Linked DNA regions of Hordeum vulgare: all the other regions are linked to region 3. Evidence: chromatin contacts called from public Hi-C data. All regions are on one chromosome and are shown on one strand. Each heading gives the region's core, a stretch centred on a gene start, on an enhancer-like site or on the middle of the called end of the contact. The rest is flanking DNA. Distances are from core to core; before and after follow the strand shown.

Evidence for each region. Hi-C and Micro-C count contacts between places; a contact is called where the count stands out from the background.
Region 1: a contact with region 3 is called in a Hi-C map of leaf, with 6 times the contacts expected there. The contact joins the enhancer-like site here to the promoter of LOC123447380 in region 3. A contact is called at or near these places in 2 of 6 Hi-C or Micro-C datasets (leaf and seedling).
Region 2: a Hi-C map of leaf shows a contact between it and region 3, with 3 times the contacts expected there. The contact joins the promoter of LOC123447378 here to the promoter of LOC123447380 in region 3. A contact is called at or near these places in 6 of 6 Hi-C or Micro-C datasets (leaf, seedling and an unstated tissue).

What each region holds. Positions count from the first base shown.
Region 1 is chr4H:592,432,538-592,436,025 of MorexV3_pseudomolecules_assembly, forward strand. No RefSeq gene overlaps it. Among protein-coding and RNA genes, the nearest start is that of LOC123449854, 20 kb to the left of the region's middle. Within about 2 kb of position 1,899, at least 3 of the 3 cell types and tissues checked have open chromatin away from gene starts, as enhancers often do. A contact at or near this core is called in leaf and seedling, where this site is marked.
Region 2 is chr4H:592,516,151-592,519,766 of MorexV3_pseudomolecules_assembly, forward strand. It overlaps LOC123447378 (zinc finger protein ZAT6-like), which reads left to right and starts at 2,107. Exons shown (of 2, transcript XM_045123975.1): 1 at 2,107-2,836; 2 at 2,959-3,176. The coding sequence starts at 2,264. The coding sequence ends at 2,803.
Region 3 is chr4H:592,783,145-592,786,475 of MorexV3_pseudomolecules_assembly, forward strand. It overlaps LOC123447380, which reads left to right and starts at 1,388. Exons shown (of 2, transcript XM_045123978.1): 1 at 1,388-2,190; 2 at 2,323-2,584. The coding sequence starts at 1,441. The coding sequence ends at 2,145.

The sequences.
Region 1 (3,488 bases), core at 649-3,148, 350 kb before region 3:
ATTGTTGAAATAGTGAAGTGACGGAGTGAATACCCTGTCCGCGAAATACCTTCGCATTCCATGCGTCGCAGACCTTCCATATGCGATGACCAGTACGATGAAGCTCTCCAAGTCGATGGATGGATCAGTTCCACCGTGAGACCTCCTATGAACCAAACAAGCTGTTAATTTGTCCAAGCGTGGCAGTTTTAAACGGCCCTTTCAAAACTTTCTGTCATCTATCCTCGTGAGAGGAATATCATTGCCCGTTCTTAGTCGCAATGATCACACACGATGACAATGGACTGATTAATGGGTGATAAGGAGGAAGGCAATGACACGCATAGAACCATAGTAGTCTGTGATGTTGCAGCGGAAAAAGTCCATTTTAAACCCTGAACTCGTAGAAGTTCGGCGAATCAAACCCTCAAGTCCAAATCCCTGTCGTTTGCACCCTGAACTATACAATCCCGGTCTAAATCGAACCCTGGGATTGTTTGTCAAACCGGGATTGCAAAGGATGTCCGGGATTGTTTTTTTCGAACAACGGACTGGGGTTAGTTGTGCTGGCGCGCGGGAAAAAGTCTAGACCCGTCTAGTTTGCTGATTATTTCGAACCCAACAACCTAGTTCGTTGGTTATTTTTTTTTGTTTTAATTTATATTTTTATATTTTTTGATGTGCCATGCAGGCGGCCAGGCACGCACGCACGTACGTAGTGCACCCGACCGGCCATGCACGTACGTACGCAGGCAGCAGCCGACCATACCTCCTGCATGCACGCACGTACGCAGGCAGCAGCCAGCCATGATGCACGTACGTCGGCAGCAGCGAGCCGAAGCCGAACGCCGCGCGCGGGCAATCACACAGGGCCACTGGTGGTAGTGTCGTCATCAGTAGGCAGCGGCGGCGGCGACGTGCGCAGGTGCGCTGAGCCGGCGGTAGCGGAGCGACATGGGCGGGCATGCTGGGCCGGCAGGATCGGGGCGAGGCAGCGCACGGGATGAGCGTGCGGAGGCGAGGCAGCGTAGTATATAAAATGTGATCGTATTTGTTTTTATAAAATGCCTGTACAATCAAAAAATGCTTGTCAAATTAATAAAATGTTTACATATTTAAGAAATGTGTCCATGATATATAGTTCATTGTTTAAAAAAAAACGTTCATGAATATGGTAAAATTTCATTGATTTTGAAAAAACCTCATCAATTGAAAAAGGTTCACAGAAAAGAGTCCAACAACTATAAAACAAAGTTGACAAAATTTGAATAAAAAGAATTCACGGATTCAGGAAAAGTTAAATGATATTGGAAAAAAGTTCACGGTTTTCAAATAAAAAGTCTATGGATTTGAATCATCTTGCACACATTTTTAATATTTCAGGGTGCAAACATCAGCGTTTTTATGACTACGGCCCATCAGTCAGCCGAATCCCGTTGATATTTGCCACGTCAAAGTTTTTATGTCTCAAGGTTTAATTAAAATCCGGAATGTATAGTTTAAGGGTAAGGGACCTTTATAATTAAATTCAAGGTTTAAAATAAACTTTGCTTGTCATGTTGTTCTGCTGTCTGCCGGCAACGCCAAATATTCATTGACGGACTGCTATCAAACAAATTGACACGGACCACAAGATAGGCCCCGCCAAAAAGGAGAGAGGACAAGATACAGATACAGGGAGAAGATTAAGTCGACCGATCAGAGGATGTGTGGTGCGCACTAGCTGACGGATACATTGCTGGCTGACCTGTACTCAGGTCCCCTCCACTCCAATTATAGGCCGGTACTAGCATAAAAAATCACATATGTACCCCTGCTTGTACGTCACTTGGCAAACGAAATTTTGCTTGGCCGGTAGTGTGGGTTACCCATTGTTGCATTCTCATTGCATGTCGAAGCAACACGTACCCAGGCACGGCTAGCTGTTCCCTGTGTGGCTTGCTCACCAGGGATCGGCTACGGCTAGCGTGACTAGTGACGGGTGATTATTTGGTCCCGGCCATCGGGGCCCTACTAAAGCAATGTTCCAATGTAAATGATGATAAATGAAGGCAAACCCTTTGCTTCTATCCCTCTACCTCGCTATATTAATTAGGGCATTACTTATTTTCCAACACATTTTTGTTAAAAAAGAAAACCCTACACATCCCTCCTTTTGACTTCTAAAATTTACTACACAATGGTGTAAGATTGCCCCCCTACTTTTCTTCATAACGGGCACTAACCTGGCAACCGCGTCATTCCTTCCTCTAGACGACCCGGGTGGTGGTGGTGGCTCCCCCGGCCTTCCCACCTCTTCTCTTGACCCTTTCCCCCGTCGTCGCCGGTATACTCCATTGGGCAGGTCAACGGTGGCAGGATTTCCTTCTCTCACCCCGTGGGTTGGCTGCTCGTGGATGGGGGATTCTGGAGCGACGGTTCGCAACCAGTGTACCGCCCCTCATGGCGATAGAAAGGTACGATGGGCGGTCGGGGTTGCACAGTGTTAGCTCAACAGTGGTGCCTCCTGGTCAACTTGGGGCAGCTGCACAACATGGGTGGCATCGGACCTCACCTGGTGCTCATGGTGTGTAGCGCAGAGGCCTACTGAAAGTGCATTTAATCCCTTGGTGGTTTTGGTAATTAATATGTCATTGAACTAATGTTTCTCTCAAGTACATTTCAGAGAAGTTCAATGATTGGCTTGGCTAGGATGTGTGATGTGGAACCCCTATGATGCAAAGGAGACATATTGGCAAAAGCTTCAATACTCTACATTTTGCTTTAAGTGATCTTGATCACATTGAGTTCATAGGAAAGTTAATACTATTAAAAGGATCTTGATCACATTTAGTCCATTGGAAAGCCAATACTATTAAAAGGGAATGAGGTATTGATGACGATCTGGTTGCTCACGTGCTTAGAGATTTTCCACCAAAAACCCTCAACCACATTCTCACATAATTTTTGTCCAAAAACCCTAAAGCCTAATCGGTCCAACCGAAGTTTCTCTTTCAGTGCCACCGAGTCACCTATGATAGAGCCCCTAAGTCAAAGCCTAACTTCTCGGTGCCAAGACCTCGTTCGGTGGAACCGAAAAGCAGTGACCAACTTGCCGGAGTCGATTGCATTAATTTTGGAGTCTCCGAGATGAAACAATCGGAACCTCCGAGTCTTTGGGGATGCTTAAGGTGAACTAAATCGGTCTCTCCGAGATGTTTCCTTTGGTCTCAACAAAAAACGAAAAGCGGCAATCTTTTGCACTAGTTGGTACCACCGAGATTATACTTCGGTGTCACCGCGTTGTGCAGTAATATTGTAATGGTTGGATTTTCGGTGAAGGTTATAAATACCCCTCCACCACCACTTTTTCTTTGAGAGAGCCATCAGAACGAAACTACACTTCCACAACTCATTTTCTGAGAGGACACCACCGACTCATGTGTTGAGATCAAGAGATTCCATTCCTACCATATGATTCTTGATTTCTAGCCTCCTCAAGTTCCTTTCCACCCAATCATCCTCTTCTA
Region 2 (3,616 bases), core at 857-3,356, 270 kb before region 3:
ATGATAGGTCTCCGTGTGCGTAGGAAAGTTTTTGTTTCCCATGCAACGTTCCCCAACAAATCCTGCGGTGCTCAATCTGAGTGACAGAAAGGGACATGACATGTATTGTATTGATGCCACTAAGGGTAAAACGATGAGATTCATTCCTATTTATTGGATTTACTTTGTCTACATCATGTCATCATCCTCCAAGTATTACTCTGTTTTACATAATACTCTAGATGCATGCTCGATACCGGTCGATTGGCGGAGTATTAGTAGTAGATGCAGGCTGGAGTCAGTCTACTTGCTAACAGACGTGATGCCTATATGTAATGATCAATGCCATGAATATATATTGCATAAGTATGCGTTTTTATATCAATTGTCCGACAATAATTTATTTACCCACCGTATGCTTTCTACGATAGAGAAGCCTTTAGCGAAAACTGTGGCCCCGAGACCTCCTAATAAATATATTTAACAAAACTCTAAATATCGTGTTGCCTTTTATTATTTGTATTTACTTTTTATATTTAATATATTACACTATCTATCTATCACTACTTATCGCTTGCAAGTAACGAGTTCAAGGGGATTGACAACCCTCTTTCCCGCGTTGGGCGCAAGTGTGTGCTATTTTGTGCGTAGGCGCTAAAGGCGGGAAATTGCGCGGTTCTCCTATTGGTTCGATAACCTTGCTTCTCACTAAAGGAAATACTTACATCTATTGTGTTGCATCATCCCCTCATCTTTGGAGAAAAACCCAATGAAGATCACAACTATGAGGGCCCATTGGTCCAATCCGAGAAGCATGGGCCGACTAGGCTAGTACCCTCTAGGCCACGACACGGTCAGTCACCCCCTTGAAAAATCAAAGTAATAGTGATACTCCCTCTGTCACATTTTAGAATGCATGCTTGGAAATTCTCTCGAACCTAGGTGGTTTTTGATTGGCTGTAAGATAGGCTGAAAAATAACATTCACACTACGCATGCATATAGAAGCAGTACAACGGAGTTCTAATTAGCTGCTAGGAGTAAATGCAATGCGCCTTAAACCTTGTCTATTGTGAAAATGCACGTAAATTTAACCATGCCTTTTAAACTGTGATGGAGGAGTATGTAATTGGCATTAATGGTCTGAGAACTTAATGCTATTTTATATCTATTTGTAAGGATTCTACTTTTATTAACTATACTATACTTCTTAATTTTGAAGGCCTCACAGTCAATTTATGTCTCTATTATGGAACTCGGTCACTCAATTTTGACCAGGTCAATAGTTTCTCAAGGAGTTCTCGCATTAAAATCTTTTAATTCACTTTGCTTACTAATTTTAGAGCTCTCCCATTCGACTGGGGTATTCAATTTTGGAATTGCGTCATATTTTGATCGGGGCAGCCTTTCTTCAAATCAATTGCCAATAACCGGCCTATAAAAACATATCAAGTCTGCCCGACTTCACATCGCCTAGAAAAGCAGGAAGCACCAACATATGAAACTATAGGATCAATATAATAGATGCAGCCATTGACGTAGAAAATTTTCTCACATAGTATGAGCTGTTTAGTTTTTCTTAGTCCAGTATGGATAGATTAATAGATAACACAAAATCACAGTGCAAATGGCCCACTAACACACCACGTTATATAGAAGAAAACACATCATCATTTGTTCCACTAGTCAAACCAATTATTCCCTCAGTTTCAAAACATAAGATGTATTTTTTTTTAAAAGTCAAATTATTGAACATTGACCAACTTCACAGCCAAAATTATCGACATCCACCATAACAGTTAAATAAAATATGAAAATTCATTTCATCAAGAATCTATTGCTACCGATATTGGTCAATAAATTTGGTCAAACATAAAGATGTTTGACTTTTTGAAAAATATAATCGTCGAAAAATTTAAAACGACGGGAACACTTAAGAAAAAAAAACCGAACAACACAGAAGACGCTGCAAGCCAGCAAAGCGCATCAAACCCTTTTTAACTTGCTTGACTGCGGTACTGTAGCACATCTTTGTTTCCTCTCGCTTGGAAGGATTCAGTACGTCCTCAAGTGGGTGCAAAGGAGGTTCAGAGCATTATTTATACCCATCAAACCGGATCTCATTCTCAGGTCAGTTCAGCCCATATCTACTCCTTTTCCCATTAGAGGAGCACCGCTGTTACCATTCCTTGGCTATCATCCGTTAAGTAACCAACATTCTTGTGTTCTGTAGTACTGTACGTGAGACTACAGTAGTACCTGCTTGAGAACATACTCTTGACTCAATGGAGAAGGACCTGTCGTCGTGGTTCCATGTACAAGCGGCGGCGGTGCCGGATCTGTCGCTGGCGTTGGCGCCGGCGGGCAGAAGCCACGACCGGGATCTGGTCGAGGAGTTGGTTCCCATGACGTGCGTGGACGGCAAGCCGGTGCGGCTGTTCCAGTGCCTCTTCTGCGACAAGACGTTCCTCAAGTCGCAGGCGCTGGGCGGCCACCAGAACGCGCACCGCAAGGACCGCTTCGCCGGTTTACTCTCCGACCCCTACCACAAGGACAGCCCATTCGGAGGCGCCGCCGTCGCGGCGGCCTCCAACGGGCCGTCGGGCGACTTGGGCGTCTCCATCGTCTCGCACGGCGGTGGTGGCGTGACCGCGGCCGATGCCTGCAGGCCAGAAAGGAGGGGGTTGGGCGGCGGCGCTAGCCGGTTCGCGGAGCACGCGCCGCCCCAGGACCCGTACGCTGGACGCGACGGTGTGGTGGGCTGGCCAAGGGCTTCCGCCGCAAGCGGGGCCGGCGAGGCGTTGGACCTCGAGCTGCGACTGTAGCTAGCGTCGGCTAGCTGCTGCCATATCGCGCAGGTAATGTCATTTCGGGACCATACTTCTTTTCCCCTCCTCCCAGCGTAAGCCTGTGCATCTGTGTGCTAGAGTAGAAATGCACTTCGGTCTAGACTGAGATTTCCCCGACGATCCTGCTGCAGTGATCTTTCAACTTGTGTACTAGCAATCTTGACGGACAAAGCGTGCCCAGATGCTGAAGATGGTGGAGAGGGGGGGTATCAGATGCGCAACAGGCAATGGATGAACTTCTGGAAGGATACTATCTTCTAGCGGTTTCTGGATTGTAATATGCACATGTTTACCGCTTATTCTTCACCTTCCTTGCTGCGTGTTTTGCTATGACGAACTCCGTTTTTACGGTTTCATGCGCAAGTTGCCCATGCACGCACTGTATTTATGCTCGTCTATCTTCCTCAGAGTCTCCAAAATATGTGCCGTACGTGCACATGTCGTCGATGGAACTTATCACCACGTTTCGCCAATTCGCGCGTACGTACGTATAGCAGTACGACCAACGGACCAAACAAGTAAACAAGCATACTCTCTTCTGCTTGATTTGGTAATAATAAAGCAGTACTAGTGATGAGGTTGCCACAAGGCAGCCAGTCGACCGTCCACCTTTATCCCTTACTCCACCCAGGTATGGGATTCGAAGGATTGCTACAGTACAATAATGTGCCACAAACCCGTGCAAGTGGTGCAGTGGAATGACTCAGATGCCAGGGCCGACGATAAGAGCAACTCTAACAGACCCCGTATTTCGTCCTAACCCGTCAAATAATCGTTAAAATGCGGGTC
Region 3 (3,331 bases), core at 138-2,637:
TGGGCTATAGATGACATGGCAATGGCTTATAGCCAGCAGCTGGCTATACTATTGTACTTGCTCTTATAGGTAGCTTGTACAATAGTTAGCTACAAAAGAGTACTACTTTTATCATATATGGCCCACCTTTCATTCTCACAAAGCACCTAGGAGCACGTGTCAGAGCTAGCTCTTCACGAAGAGCCCGCTTCCTTTCTCTCTTCTCTTCTTTCTCATCCAACTCAACAAAAATATAATATCTTAATCCTTACAGTCTGCTGATTGTACCTTATTGTACTTGCTCTGATGGAGTTGATACGATTAGTGCTAGACACATTCGTATTGGAGTCTGTGCATTGTTGTGGGCTATATGGAACTGTAGGAATGATGTGGTTTTGACAGACATACGAACATGCATTTTTTGCAGGTACTACATAGAGCGGCGACATTGATCCGTATATGGTCATTACTCACTCATGCGAAAACCAGGGAGCCTTTGGTTACTAGGTCTATCCGATGGGAGACGGTAGCACGGGATCTTCAACCGGTTTGGATGGCAGTCCAGTAATAGGATAGAGGAGTAGTCTTCTAGGCCTATTTTTACCGTTGTGGCACCTTTTCCTTTACCTTTGCATTTACATTAATTTGTCGGAGACTTTATGAAACTATGTTTTGTTTGCCTTTTATTAATAAAGGGGTCGTATGCATCGTGTTGATGCACAGGCAGGAGGTAATCCTCCTTTTAAAAAGAAAATCAGATCAATTATACACAGGTTATCACCCTGGAGCTCTAGAATCGATTGACGGCTGCATTATAATTCGCCTCACCTCCGGAATCGACTGACGGCCGGAAATAGTTTCAGGCGCCCATAGAATAACGAATTTGGTATTTTAATTATGTTCTGCACTGCATTTGTTACGAGTTAGCTCACAAATTCTCATTTACTTATAGCACAAAATTAACACAGTATACGCGCTTTGGTCTAGGTTGCTACCTTTAGCACACCCTCGGTTTCCATTCTAGATTCGCCATTAATGAGGTGATGATGAGGGCAAATGGCGTGGAGTGGAGGGCGGTGGCGAGAACGTACGATCTGGTGTTTGTTAAGAGAGTGCAAATAATTTAGGACCCTAGGCTAAAAAGCACTTCCTCGCAAGACATACACATCGACCCCTTAAATGGAAGAGTGTCATTGGAAAATGACGATATCATGAAATAAAAAAAATTGAGTGTTGCTATTTTTGAATTTTATTTTTATTTTTTTGTTGCTAAACTGGAAAAGGACAAAGTCTGAATTATTTTTCGTGGACAACAAACACTGAGTTAGGGGATCAGATTCGTCCAAATAGAAAGTTAGCAAAACATGTAGTGCAGCGGTTTTTGGAATTTTCTTGCAAGCACATCCTCCACAATGAGCTGCTCTCCGGGGTCCGGTCACTAGCTTAGCTTCACTTTAATATATGCACAGTCCGCACTACTGTAGCACATCTCTGTTTTCTCACTTGAGAGGATTTAGGAGTGGTGGTATACCCATCGAGAATCCATATATAGGAACGCCGCTGCTACCAGTCCTAGGAGCAGCAGCTACCTTGGCATACACAATATTATATACCTCGATGGAGAGAGCCTCGTCGACGTGGTTCCATGCGCAAGCGGCGGCCGCGGCGGAGGCGGATCTATTGCTGGCGTCGACGCCGGTGGGCCGAAGGCTAGACCGGTACGACGAGGAAGCGCAGACGGTGTGCGTGGACGGCAAGAAGGTGCGGCTGTTCCAGTGCCTCTTCTGCGACAAGACTTTCCTCAAGTCGCAGGCGCTCGGCGGCCACCAGAACGCGCACCGCAAGGACCGCCTCGCCGGATTCCTCGGCGACCCCTACAGCAACGACACCCCGTTGGGAGGTGCCGCCACCGGGCCGTCGCGCGATTCCGCCGCCGGCTGGTCCATGTGCACTTATATCACCTCGCACGGCGGTGGTGCCGCAGCGGCTCCAGCCACCGATGACTGCAGGCTGGAGAGGTGGGGAGGCGGCCGCGCTCCACGCTTCGTGGAACCCGCGCCGGTCATGGACCCATCCACTGGCCGCGACGGCGTGGTGGGCTGGTCAAGGGCCTCCATCCCTAGCAGCGGCGGCGGCGAGGCGCTGGACCTCGAGCTGCGCCTCTAGTTAGCTAGCGTCGCCCGGCCGGCTATTGCCGATCATATTGCACAGGTGAGACTAATCACTTCATCTACGACTCGCGCTTATCTATCTTTTTTTTTTAATTATTATTAGTAGCAAATAATTAAATTCATCCAACCTATAGCTTCATAACCCAATTAACTTTGTGATTAATCCATGCAGGTGTCGCGGACGGAAACATTGAGGAACAAATATAATCTTCTATGTGGGCGATCGAACTTGTATCACCACACCGGCTGCTCTCGGTACATTTGTGTTCTTGCGTCATATTGCAGGCAGCTAGTTGGCATTGTGGTTTCACCGGTTAATATTCCTCAAATAATTTATATTAATATAATATTCCTGGTACATCAATCCGTACGGCATGTAATAACGGCTCGATTGTAATAATATCAGTGTACCTGTTGCTTCTCCGTTCTTCGTTTTGGCCGGTTTTGCTATTCCTAACATAACTGATTTTTTCAATTCTAACAAGGGTCAACGGAGAGACGAAATCCATCCAAATTACAATATTCTCAGTCGCCTGATCTATAGGTGGTTCTCTTCTTTTTACTATTATTACTCCTTCCGTCTCAAAATAAACGTCTTAAGATTAATATAATATTATATTAAACCTAGTATAAAATTAAAATAACTATTTTGTGATCGAAGGAGTTGATTTTTTGGGGTCACGAGCTCATGTACGCACTCAGTATGATATCTCCTTTAACCTCTTTCGCCTTGTTACTGCACCCATGCAATTCGAGGAGACACTCCGTACCATGTCCTAAAGTAGTATGCGACAGAAGAACGTACGGTTATGCAGTGAAGTTTTGGATTGACTTGAATGGCAGTGGGCCGACTATATGCTTGCCGTGTCGACTTCCGCTGTTTGTTTCATTTTTGGACCGACAGGCTGTTTGTTTCATTTTTGGACCGACAGGCTGTTTGTACACCCCCCGCGGGTCCTCTTCCCTTTCCAACAAAAACGAAATGTTTTTATATATAATAAATAATCTAAACGTCCATTGCAAAAAAAAAGGAGTCCTGATACAGCGAACCATTACAGAAAACCCTGTAACAACGCATCACCTACATCAGCATAAGCAAATAGGGAACCTATATCACTAGATATTTAAAACACATTTGACGGACACCACAGGAATACAAAAGAAAACAGAGCAGTTTTACA